Regions from separate parts of the Sus scrofa genome. Here region 1 is linked to region 2. A link is a contact called in public Hi-C data. All regions are on one chromosome and are shown on one strand. Each heading gives the region's core, a stretch centred on a gene start, on an enhancer-like site or on the middle of the called end of the contact. The rest is flanking DNA. Distances are from core to core; before and after follow the strand shown. Region 1 overlaps CREBBP (CREB-binding protein). Region 2 holds the start of CREBBP (CREB-binding protein).

Region 1 (5,744 bases), core at 2,927-5,426, 82 kb after region 2:
ATTTACCTCTTCTGGACATTTCAGAGAAATGGGATCATATGGAGTTTCCATTGTGATGCAGAGGTATCGAACCCAGCTAGGACCCATGAGGATGCGGGTTTGCTCCCTGGCCTCGCTCAGTGGGTTAAGGGTGGGGTGCTGCCAGGAGCTGTGGCGTAGGCCGGCAGCTGCAGCTCTGATTCGACCTGTAGCCTAGGAACTTCTATATGCCACATGTGTGGCCATAAAAAGAAAAAAGAAGGAAGGAAGAAAGGAAGCAGGCAAGCAAGGGGATCATATAATACGTGGTCATTTGTGCCTGGCGGGTTTCTCTTAGCCTAATGTTTTCAGAGTTCGTTCATGGTGTAGCACGTATTGATACTTCTTTTTTTGTGGTTGGATTATGTTCCATTTTGGATGTAGTACGTTTTTCCATTCATCAGTTGATGAGCATTTAAGTTGTTTCCATGTTTGGGCTATTAGGAATATTGTCGCTACAAACATTTGTGTACACATTTTTGTGTGAACATATGTTTTCAGTTCTCTTGGGTATGTACTTAGGAGGGGAATTGCTGGGCCATATGGTAACTCTAGTTTTAACCTTTTGAGGAACTGCCAGAGTGTTTTCCAAAGTGGCTGCACCATTTGACATTCTCACCGGTAGAGTACATGAAGGTTCCAGTTTTTCTACCTGCTCACTAACAGTTGTGACTATTTTTTTTTAATATTGTTAAATTATTATTACAGTTGCCCTGGCGGATGTAAACGGTATCTCACCGTGGTTCCGATGGTGGCTGATGGTGTTGAGCATCCTTGCTCGTGCTTATTGACCATTTGTCTATCTTCTTTGGGCAAACACCCGATCATTTTCTATGTCCGTTTAAAAAAATTGGGTTATTTGTCTTTTTAAGAGTTTTAAGAGTTCTTTGTATGTTTCAGATACAAGTCCCTTAGCACAGCAATTTGCAAGTGATTTCTCTCGCTCTTTGGGTTGTCTTTAACCTCCTCGATGGTGTCCTTTAAAGCATAACAGCTTTTAATTTTAGTGAGGTCTGGTTTATTTTTTTGTCATCCCGTCACTTGCGCTTTTGGGGACGTATCCAAAACCTAAGGTCGTGTAGGTTTACTCCCATGATTTTCTAAGAGTTTTACTCTTCAGCTCTCATGTTTAGGTCTTTGATTCACTCTGAGTTAGTTTTTGAGTGTGATGATGAAGGGACCCACCTGTACGTGTGGAGGTCCTGTTGGCCTGTCCTCTTTATCACCGTTAGTTGCAAAGACTATGTTCTTGCCTCCATTGAGTTGTCTTGGCACCGACCTTTTGTGTGTTTGTTGTTTCTTTTGTGAGGTATCTGTACTTTTTCTTTCTTCTCTTTTCTTTTTCTTTCCAGGGCCACACCTGCAGCATATGGGGGTTCCCAGGCTAAGAATCGAATCCGAGCTGCAGCTGCTGACCTACGTTGCAGCTTGTGGCAGTGCCAGATCCTTAACCCCCTGATCGAGGCCAGGGTTTGAACCCACATCCTCACGGACATCCTTAACCCGCTGAGCCACAATGGGGACTCCCATAGTCACTCAATTTAATTCTTCTGGAAATTATACTTTAAGGTGTTACAAGCATCAGAGATGGCCATTCTCATGCTCCAGTTTGAAACACCACCTTTATGATACACTGATTTCTTATCTATGTGTATCTTTTCCCAGACTTACGTAAATAAATCTATAGCTTTTTAGTCTTGGTATGTGGCAAGATAGATTCCTCCCTCATTCTTAACTCTTTTTCAGACATTTTCTTGGCTGTTGAAAAAACAAAGTTGGCGTTCCTGTTGTGGCTCAGCAGTAACAAACCTGAGTCGTATCCATGAGGATGCAGGTTCGACCTCAGCGGGTTAGGGATCAGATGTTGGTATGAGCAGTGCTGTAGGTTGCAGACACGGCTTGGATCTGGTGTTGCTGTGGCTATGGTGTAGGTTGGCAGCTACAGCTCCCATTTGACCCCAGCCTGGGAACTTCCATATGCCATGAGTGTGGCCCTAAAAAGCAAAAAAAAAAAAAAAAAAAGATAAAAAAAGGGAAAGGAAAACACAGTTGCATTACTAAAAGTATACATTACTTTTAGGGGAATTTCCAGGTCTTTTAGGTTTTTTTGTTTGTTTGTTTTTTTGGGTTTTTTTTCCTGCTGTTCTCCCCACCACCTGGACAGTGGAGACTGAGCAGGAAACATGGTCGAGTCCGAAAGGCTGCTTCTGACGGATTTCTCCTAGCTCCTCTGTCTCACCGAGCATCAGTCTGACAGAGGAGGAGAGTCAGTGTGCCCCCGGTGCATAAGCACCTTGCAAACTGGCGCCGTGCCGGCACGTGGAGTTACGTGGGGCAGGCCAGGCGGAGGGTACAGGCAAGACTTGTCTCTGTTCCACTTTGCTGCTAACTCACCTTCACTCTCCAGTTGGTGTTTTTGACACATGGAAACAGCATAAGCAGCTCATGAAGCATCTCCAGAAGGAGAAAGGACCCAGGTTTGAATGTGCTGTATGGTTTCCAACCTCGATGTTTCTCCATGTTGAGGTTTCAACATAAGCCATGTATAGTTCAAAAGATGCTGTTAAGAACATCCCGGCTGAGAGGCAGTGTGTTCGTTTTTAGTAACTTTAAAAGTCTGTTATAGTTTAACGGTAAGATTGAGATTTTTACCAGTTTTTTTAATGTATTCCTTTGTATATTCCTTTCTGTATTTTAAGAAGCAGCAGGAGGACACGTGGCTGATCTCTTCTGTGAGCAGTGTCACGGGAAGATAGAAGGAGCAGGGTGGCGGGAGATGAAGAACCCTAAAGACAACAACCACATGAGGGTGTGGGTCTGAGTTGGGTCTTGATTTGTGCAAAGTGGCTCTAAAAGCCATTGGGGGGCAGATAGAGGACGTTGTGTATGGACTGGGTCTTAGCAGATGTCAAAGACGCCTTCCTCTGGTTAGATGTGCTGGTGGGATCCTTTCCTCTCTGCTTTTCCGTATGTTTGAGGTTTTAATGCGCTAGAGACCGAAACAAGGCTCATCTGAAATTTCTCACGTTCCTCAGTTCCTATTCCTGTCCACTGACTGCCACGTGGACTTTCTCGTGCGTGGAAATGAGCTGATCAATGCGGAAACATTTAACACGCAGATCGAATACTTCTGGGGGCATGATCACAGCCTGTTTTTATTGGAGTGTTGTTTTAAAGTGTCAGAAGAGGAGTTCCCAACACGGCGCAGTGGTTACCGAATCCAACTGGGAACCATGGGGTTGCGGGTTCGATCCCTGTCCTCACTCAGTGGCTTAAGGATCTGGCATTGCCGTGAGCTGCGGTATAGGTTGCAGACCTGGCTCGGATATGGAGTTCCTGTGGTTGTGGTGTAGCCTGGCAGCTGTAGCTCTGATTAGACCCCTAGCCTGGGGACCTCCATATGCCGAGGGTGCGGCCGTAGAAAAGACAAAAAAGGCAAAAAAAAAAACAACAAGAAAAATAAGTGTCCGAAGAGAAGGGGGTACCGTTTGTGCCCAGCCATGGGAGACTGGAAAATAAATGTAGAGCCGCACTTCGAGACCACGTCCTGCTGCTGCTTCACTGTAGGGGACAGAACCCAGAGTAACACTAAGCCAGATGTATTTATAAATGTGTAAGTTTACATATAAGAATATTGGTGACAGTTCAGACGTACTCATGCGCGTAGGAAAAAGAACTGGAAGGAGAAAAGCCTGGCTGTGCTTCCATAGCGGGCTCCCGGATAGCAGGATGTCATGGGGCCTGACATTATTTCTCTCGTTCATTTGCTCTCCGGATTTTCTATAGGGTGCATGTATTAATTACTTCTATAGTCAGGAAAAAAATAACCACAAGGAAATGTTTTCTCTCAGGAGTTCAGTCAGCGTGTCTCCCGTCAGAGCACTTGACCTCTTGGCCTGAACTTTGCTTTTGCTTTGGATCCTGGTTGGGTTTCCAGAGGCTGTGCTCCCGAGCAAAGCCAGGCGGCTTTTCTACAGACTTATTTTCTGAATTTTCATCAAAACTAAAACACTAAACCCTGTAACTTTTAAAAATGAGCTTTGGTTCAGTTTTTACAGTTGGTTTTCCCCTAATTGCAAGTGTACGGTTTGGACTCTCAAGTGGCAACACCAGAGTGGTGGCGGACCTGATGGACAGCACTGAGTGTTGTGGAACTGAGCCAGGAGTGTGACTGTCAGAGCAGGAGATAGAAATCCCTGGACTGCGGATCGTATTTCTGCATACTAGGAACTTCTCCAGTCCTCCAGTAAATCTGTCTGAAGTGTGCTGGTAATTGGTAAAGAGTAAGAAGGCTCCAGGGCTCCCTGGTGCCTCAGTAGGTTAAGGACCTGGCACCACCGCTGTGGTGAGGGTTCAGTGCCCAGCCCAGGCACTTCCACATGCCGAGGGGAGGCCAAAAAATAAAAGACAAAATAAAAGACGGTTCCATGGGTCGCCTTTTCTATTTTCATTGCAGTTAAGAGATATGGTTGGTCTGGCTTATTATTTTGAAAGAATGAAAGCAAATAAGCTCCATATTTATATCTTTAGGAGATCGTCAAATAATTAAAAAAAAATACTGTCCGCAGTCTGAGTGGAAGCTTTAATGGAGGACACAGCATTTCGTAAACATTAACAGTTGTACTGGATGGTTGTATTCAGGGTACGTGCTGTGTTCTTTTCGGAGAGGTGATGAATGCTGCAGGTATTGTCACCTTCTGGCCATCGGATTATGAAATCCCCAGGGTGGCTCTGATTCTTCTGCTCCATCAGATATTTGCAGTGGGTTCCCGTTGGTCAGACGTTGGCAATCTTTCTAATTCGGTTGAAGCATGTGAAATTGCCAGCATTGGAATTCATGTGGGCCTGCAGAAACAGCGGTTTCATATGGTTCAACCTGATATAATAGCAGCTTGTCCTGCACTTGTGTGTACTGTGGAGTGAATCGGATTTGGCTTATTACAGTGAAGAATAAGCCTCGCTTTCTTGCTCTGAGATGGTCATGCATAGATGAACTTTGCTCAGCCTTGCTTCAGAGTTGGTTTAATTTTGTGCCTCTGGATCTTCCTTAACGTTGCCAGTGAATTAAAGAGACGTCACCAGCTGCCTTCTCTCTGCGGCTCGTTTTCTCCATCAGCTTTAACATTCGTTTGAAAAATAATTAATGAACATGAATGGGAGCTCTGAACGCTTACTAAAATGTTTTTGTTAATTTGTTTGATTTTAGTCTCAGATGCAAACGTCGGTGGGAATTGTGCCCACGCAGGCGATTGCCACGGGCCCGACAGCAGACCCAGAGAAGCGCAAACTGATTCAGCAGCAGCTGGTCCTCCTGCTTCACGCTCACAAGTGTCAGAGGCGGGAACAAGCCAATGGAGAGGTTCGAGCCTGCTCCCTCCCACACTGTCGAACCATGAAAAATGTCCTGAATCACATGACACATTGTCAGGCTGGGAAAGCCTGTCAGGGTAAGTGCCGTTTTCTGACGTCCTGGCGGCAGAGCTCGGGATGAAATGTGGGTGTGTTTTCGGGCACCCCGCTTGTTAATGAGCTTCCGCAGCCCGAGCCCCCCCACACCGAGCACTCAGGGGCTCTGGACACCGCCTGCTGAGGAGCAGGGCCATCTGGTCATGTAATGCTCTCTGCACTCTGGCGGGCTGGGGCCGTGCCCTGCATTGGTTCTTCTGCACCTTCCTCTGTCCCGGAAGACCTTTGTCCCTTCTCGAGCACGGCACTCGCCGTCAACG
Region 2 (5,810 bases), core at 364-2,863:
TCTGGCTTAGGAAACAAACAGGTCGTTGGTGATACCCTTCAGATAAAGACGTGGGATGAAGCCCAGGCAAATTGTGAGAAGCAGATAATGAGCTGAGATGTGTGAACACCTTAGATTTGTGTGTAACTGTCCTGCGGATAGTGGGCACGCGGGCGGGCCTCCGGGGGAACCTCACACCTGACTGCAGCACCTGCGGGGTCCAGATGGTTGCGTAGGGCACGAGGGCCCTAAGCCCTGATGTAATGGGGCCTTCTGGGCCCGGCGCAGACTGAGTGTGCTTGGCTGGGAAGCAGCGCTCACCACTTCCCGGTGCAGGTGAGGGTGTCGGACCTGGGGCCCCTATTGCATCAGGCTGGGGAACAAGGGCTCAGGAGTCCTGCGTCCTCCTCACTTCACGTGGAGGCCTTCGAATCTCGGCCCTGCCACTTCCTGCCTCAGTTTCCCCATCTGCACTCGCTCACGGGCGGACCCAAGAGCAGTCTGTAACCTGCAGAGGCCACGACACAACGCTGGCATCCGGCGGGGAGAAGCTGCCAGCCCTGGTCACCGAGAAGGGTCGCGGAGCAGGGGCGCGGGGAGCCGGGACTGGGCAGAGTCGCCTGCGGGACGGGCAGGCCCGGGCGGCGCCAACTCCGCGCCTGGGGGCCCGGCTTGCTGCCAGGCCGCAGCCAGACCCCTCGCCGCCCAGTCGCCGTCAGAACAAAAGTGGCGGCGGTGCCCGGCGCCCGGCGCCCCGCAGGCCCGGCCCCCGCCGGGCAGTCTAGCCGCCCCGCCACTCGGCCGCACGACGTACGGCAGCCGCGCCTTCGGCCCTTTCCGTCCGAACGCGCTCGGCTCTTTCCGCTGCGGCCGGCGCAGGTGGAGGGGGCGGGGCGGGGGCCGTGCGTGGTGACGCCGCGGGGGGGGGTGACGCACCGGCGTGCCCCGCCCCCTCCCCCTCCCCGTTCAGGCTCTGGAAAGAGAAGAAAAAAAACTTTCTTTTTTTTTTAATTGAGGAATCAACAGCCGCCATCTTGTCGCGGACCCGACCGGGGCTTCGAGCGCGATCTACTCGGCCCCGCCGGTCCCGGGCCCCACAACCGCCCGCGCACCCCGCTCCGCCCGGCCGGCCCGCTCCGCCTGGCCCTCGGCGCCCGCTCCGGCGGCCCCGCTCGCCTCTCGGCTCGGCCTCCCGGAGCCGCGGCGGCGGCGGCGGCGGCGGCGGCAGCGGCGGCGGCGGCGGCGGCGGAACGGGGGGTGGGGGGGCCGCGGCGGCGGCGGCGGCGGCGGCCCCGCTTCGCTCATTGTTTTTCCTCGCGGCGGCGGCGGCGGCGGCGGGCCGCGGGCAGGGAGCGGAGCCCGGAGCCCCCCGGTCGTCGGGCCGCGAGCGAATTAATTAAGTGGGGCGCGGGGGGGGAGCGAGGCGGCGGCGCGGCGGCGGCACCATGTTCCCGGGGACTGCCTGAGCCGCCCGGCCGGGCGCCGTCGCTGCCAGCCGGGCCCGGGGGGCCGCCGGGCCGCCGGGGCGCCCCCGCCGCGGAGTGTCGCGCTCGGGAGGCGGGCAGGGGATGAGGGGGCCGCGGCCGGCGGCGGCGGCGGCGGCGGCGGCCGGGGGCGGGCGGTGAGCGCTGCGGGGCGCTGTTGCTGTGGCTGAGATTTGGCCGCCGCCTCCCCCACCCGGCCCTGCGCCCTCCCTCTCCCTCGGCGCTCGCTCGCGACTCGCGGCTCGCGCTCGCTCTCCCCTCGCAGCCGGCCGGGGCCGGCGCCGACCCCCGCCCCGGAGCCCTCGCCGGCCCCGCCGCCCGCGCTCGGGGCTGTTTTCGCGAGCAGGTGAAAATGGCCGAGAACTTGCTGGACGGACCGCCCAACCCCAAACGAGCCAAACTCAGCTCGCCCGGCTTCTCTGCGAATGACAGCACAGGTGAGTAGGGGGCCGGGCGGGAACAGGGGCCCCGGGGGTCGCTGACAGCCCTGCCCGGAGGTGAGTGCCCCCGGGGGACCCGAACTCGAGGGCGGGCGTGCGGGGCCCTTTCCCCGGGACCCCGGCCGCGGAGGGGGAAGTTTGTCGGAAGACTGCCTGGGGCCCGAGTGGGGCGGCACATGCCCGGTGCGCTCGCATAGCCCGGAGTTGGCGAGCCCTCCTCGCGTGGAGCCCGAGTGGTACTTCCAGGGGGGAAAAGTAAAGCGGAGCGTGTTTGTTCTGCGTGGTGAGTCCCTTTGCCACCCTCTGCCGCCGTGGGTCGACACACGCGTGGCTGTTTGAAGGGATGACAGCGGAGGGTGCGTTTGCCAGTGAGGGAAGGAAAGCGTGCAGCCCAAAGGGGACCCGAAATGTTTTCTGAATTGGTAGCACATTCACAAGGCAACCAGAAGACACGCAGAGCTGCAGCCAGCCTCTTGAGTTACGACTTAGAAGTTTTTTGGAATGTGCTGCTTGGGAAAAATGCTTAGTAGTTACTTTGAAAACTCTTGTTGTTGGTCTCCTGAGCTATCCCATTTTTCACAGCCCCAAACTTCGGAAGACGTCCTAAGTGGGGTGTTTAATTTCAAGACTGTAACTTCGGAAGAAAGTTAAATAGCAGATTGATCCGGGCTGCAATCTGCAAGTGAGCTTGTGTTGCTTTTACAGTGAAGATGTAAGAAGAAAAAATATGTTAAGGAATGGGGGAATTACAGTCTTCCTCCCTAGTTTTTTCGGTAGGATACTGAATAAATTCACTGTTTTAAACATCTTCCCTGGAAACTTTCTTAGGTGATCACATCAATTACCTAAGGGAAGTGTTTTAGTTTTCTATTCATTTATAGTTTTAGGTTCTTCTGGGCTGGTTCATGGTAGCGTTATGAACTAGTTGTATTTCCTCTTTCAGAGCTCTCCTTTGCGTTAAAAACTTGTGCGCTTCGGTGAACGATTTGATCCCCAGCGCAGCTTGCATTTCTCCACTGTGATCTTGCAGTAGCAGCATCTGTAAATCAGTTTATAATGAATGGGTCAGAATTGAATTATATTGCTGCAGCAGTGCCTTCAGATTTGCAGTAGACACAGCTGTTCAGCTTGTGCAAACATTTCTGTGACTGACCACTAGCGTTTTTCTGCTAGTGGTCTAAAAATCTATTGCTATTGTTGGAACAAAACTTGAGTTTTGTGGCTGCAGTTTTACTACAATTCCTAGACTATTTTTTAATGTAGAATTGAGAGAAAGTGTAAAAAAAAAATCATGAGATTCTTGTCTAGTTGAAATGAAATTTGTTGAAACAGTTGGAGAAGAGTCAGTTAAGTCTCATGGTGTATAAAAGTCACCAATAATACTCTTCTTTAAAAAAAAAAAACTGATGAAGTGTTGTGTTTGATGTTAATTTTGTAAAATCAGCTTATCTGAAATGAGAAATGTGAGAACAACCATGATTTCAATGCTCTGATTTTACTGCATTTAAAAAACTCTGATTTTACTGCAGAATAGCTCATCTTGGCTCCATTAATCTTGGCATGTTTGAGTGAAAAATCTTTAATCATATGAAATATAGATCATACTGGACAAGTTTGCTTTGAAGCTTGTCCTCTGAAACGTAACTTTTGAATGGCTTTGCAGCTTTGCTGTTGTTGATTGAGGTTATTTTAGACTTTGCTTTTTATACAGAGGGACAAGGGAGTTACGTGAGACGTAGCAGAAAGGCTTGTCCCACTGTAAACTTGTACCTCTTTTCAAGATGGCACCCAAAGGACTGGCTCTTGGGGCACTTCTGTTATTGGATGGTCAGATATCTACTTAATGTGTGGCTGATCACAGTAAAATTTATCAGAAAGGGTGGATTTTGACCACTTTTTTCCCTTTCTAATTTTGATCCTTTTGAGGCACTGGAGCTCTTTTGCTTTTCCAAATGTGGAACAAAAAAGTCAGTTTTAACAGCTCTGTTTAAATAATCCAAAGAATAAATTCACCTTTATATGTGTGTCGGGTCCTTGGTGGCGCGTTCGGCACCATCATGTCCCTGTGAGAGGGTCTCTTAGTGTCAGGGCCTTGGAAGGGCCCTCACTGAGCACATGAAGCAAGGTACAGCCTTGTCTCCCGTAACTGCTGGTCTGAAGCAGGGCTTAAGGATGTCTGTCAAGGCAAAGCAAGGACTAAAGGGATTAGATTACACGCAGTCAAAGGATCGAAGGCATTTTGTTAAATGGAAACATGGGGAGAGACCTGAGAATAACATTCTCGAGAGACTCAGCCTCATTTAAATGAGGAGATATGGGTTTGTGGCTTCTAGGATAGAATTGGACCGGGCAGGAGTTCCCGTCGTGGCGCAGTGGTTAACGAATCCAACTAGGAACCATGAGGTTGCGGATTCGGTCCCTGCCCTTGCTCAGTAGGTTGACGATCCGGCATTGCCGTGAGCTGTGGTGTAGGTCGCAGACGCGGCTCGGATCCCGAGTTGCTCTGGCTCTGGTGTAGGCCGGCGGCTGCAGCTCCAATTAGACCCCTAGCCTGGGAACCTCCATATGCCGCAGAAGTGGCCCAAAGAAATAGCAAAAAGAAAAAAAAAAAAAAAGAATTGGACCGGGCAGAGCCATGCCTATTCGTTGCTCATGTGATGAAATTTGAGGGAGGAGAGCTCTGTGGCTGGGAAGAGCTGAGGCGTTAGGAGTAGAAGGAGGCTCTGATGGCCTGAGAAGCTGGGGTGACTTGGACTGTCACTGTCCAGGGCATGTCTTTGGGGTCTGGGGGCAGGCCGTGGGCCCAGGGAATAGTTACACTTGATGCTGGGGAGCTTACCAGACAGGGTGCTGGCTGCAGGGCGCTTGCGGTCTAACGGGAGCATGGATGTGCGTTTGCTCCAGTGAAGTAAGGCGTGTCTGATACATGACATTGACACCAATGGCAGATGCCAGAGGTCCCTGCAGGCTGGGAGGTCAGGGAAGCCTTCTGAGGAGAGCGTGCAGAGGTGATGCAGAAATAGGGATGCACCCCGGAGGCAGGCAGCAAGAGGAAGAAGGGAAAACGGTGCGTTTCACCCAACCCCAGCTTTTCTTCTGAAGTGGCACAGATCCTGATGGTATCAGATGTTGTTGAAGTAGTGTTTTCTTGCTTTACATCGAAGGCGTAAACACTTTCGCACAAATGTCATCTTCCTTTACTCGGCGCCCTTTATAAGAAGTAGGACTTTGTGTAACCAGGATATAGTTGGTTATGTGTTTGGGAACTTCTTCATTTAATATGTCCAGATTAAAACAGCATTTTAGTGCCTTTTGCAGCAGGGAGTCATGATTTAACAGGGTAAAGAAATACATATCTAGGCAAGCAGCAGACTTTTTGGCCAGCTTTATTGGGGCCAAATTTACATTCAACAAATATACTATAAAAAATTTTTTGTAGGACTGCCTTCTGAAAAATTGAACATGGGTATATTTCATCCTCTGCTGTATAAATGTCCCTAAGAATTTGTGATTACGTCTTATAATGTGATTCCCTTTAAACGCAATAGAAAACTGTGTTTAGAGAAACTTGGGAGTTCTCTGGTGGTACAGTGGGTTAAGGGTCCAGTGTTGTCACTGCTGTGGCTTGGGTCATCGCTGTGGCACAGGTTTGATCCCTGGCCTGGGAACTTCCTCATGCTGTGGGGGCAGCCAAAAAAGAAAGAAAGAAACTTAGTATAAATATGGTTACCAGGAGTTCCCGTCTTGGCGCAGTGGTTAACGAATCCGACTAGGAACCATGAGGTTGTGGGTTCGATCCCTGGCCTCGCTCAGTGGGTTAACGATCCGGCCTCGCCGTGAGCTGTGGTGTAGGTTGCAGACGCGGCTCGGATCCCGTGTTGCTGTGGCTCTGGCGTAGGCCAGTGGC

Evidence for each region. A called contact is a pair of places that touch in the nucleus more often than the background predicts.
Region 1: a Hi-C map of liver shows a contact between it and region 2, with 2.1 times the contacts expected there. The contact joins the enhancer-like site here to the promoter of CREBBP in region 2. A contact is called at or near these places in 2 of 5 promoter capture datasets (fetal skeletal muscle and liver), 12 of 47 Hi-C or Micro-C datasets (embryonic fibroblasts, fetal heart ventricle, fetal skeletal muscle and 5 more) and 2 of 2 datasets of contacts at active chromatin or transcription factors (alveolar macrophages and skeletal muscle).

Annotation. Positions count from the first base shown.
Region 1 is chr3:38,465,700-38,471,443 of Sscrofa11.1, forward strand. CREBBP (CREB-binding protein) reads left to right here. Exons shown (of 31, transcript XM_005662184.3): 4 at 5,225-5,465. Among named protein-coding and RNA genes, the nearest start is that of TRAP1, 68 kb to the right of the region's middle. Within about 2 kb of position 4,177, at least 8 of the 83 cell types and tissues checked have an H3K27ac peak or open chromatin away from gene starts, as enhancers often do. A contact at or near this core is called in fetal skeletal muscle, liver and skeletal muscle, where this site is marked.
Region 2 is chr3:38,386,753-38,392,562 of Sscrofa11.1, forward strand. It overlaps CREBBP (CREB-binding protein), which reads left to right and starts at 1,614. Exons shown (of 31, transcript XM_005662184.3): 1 at 1,614-1,900. The coding sequence starts at 1,816.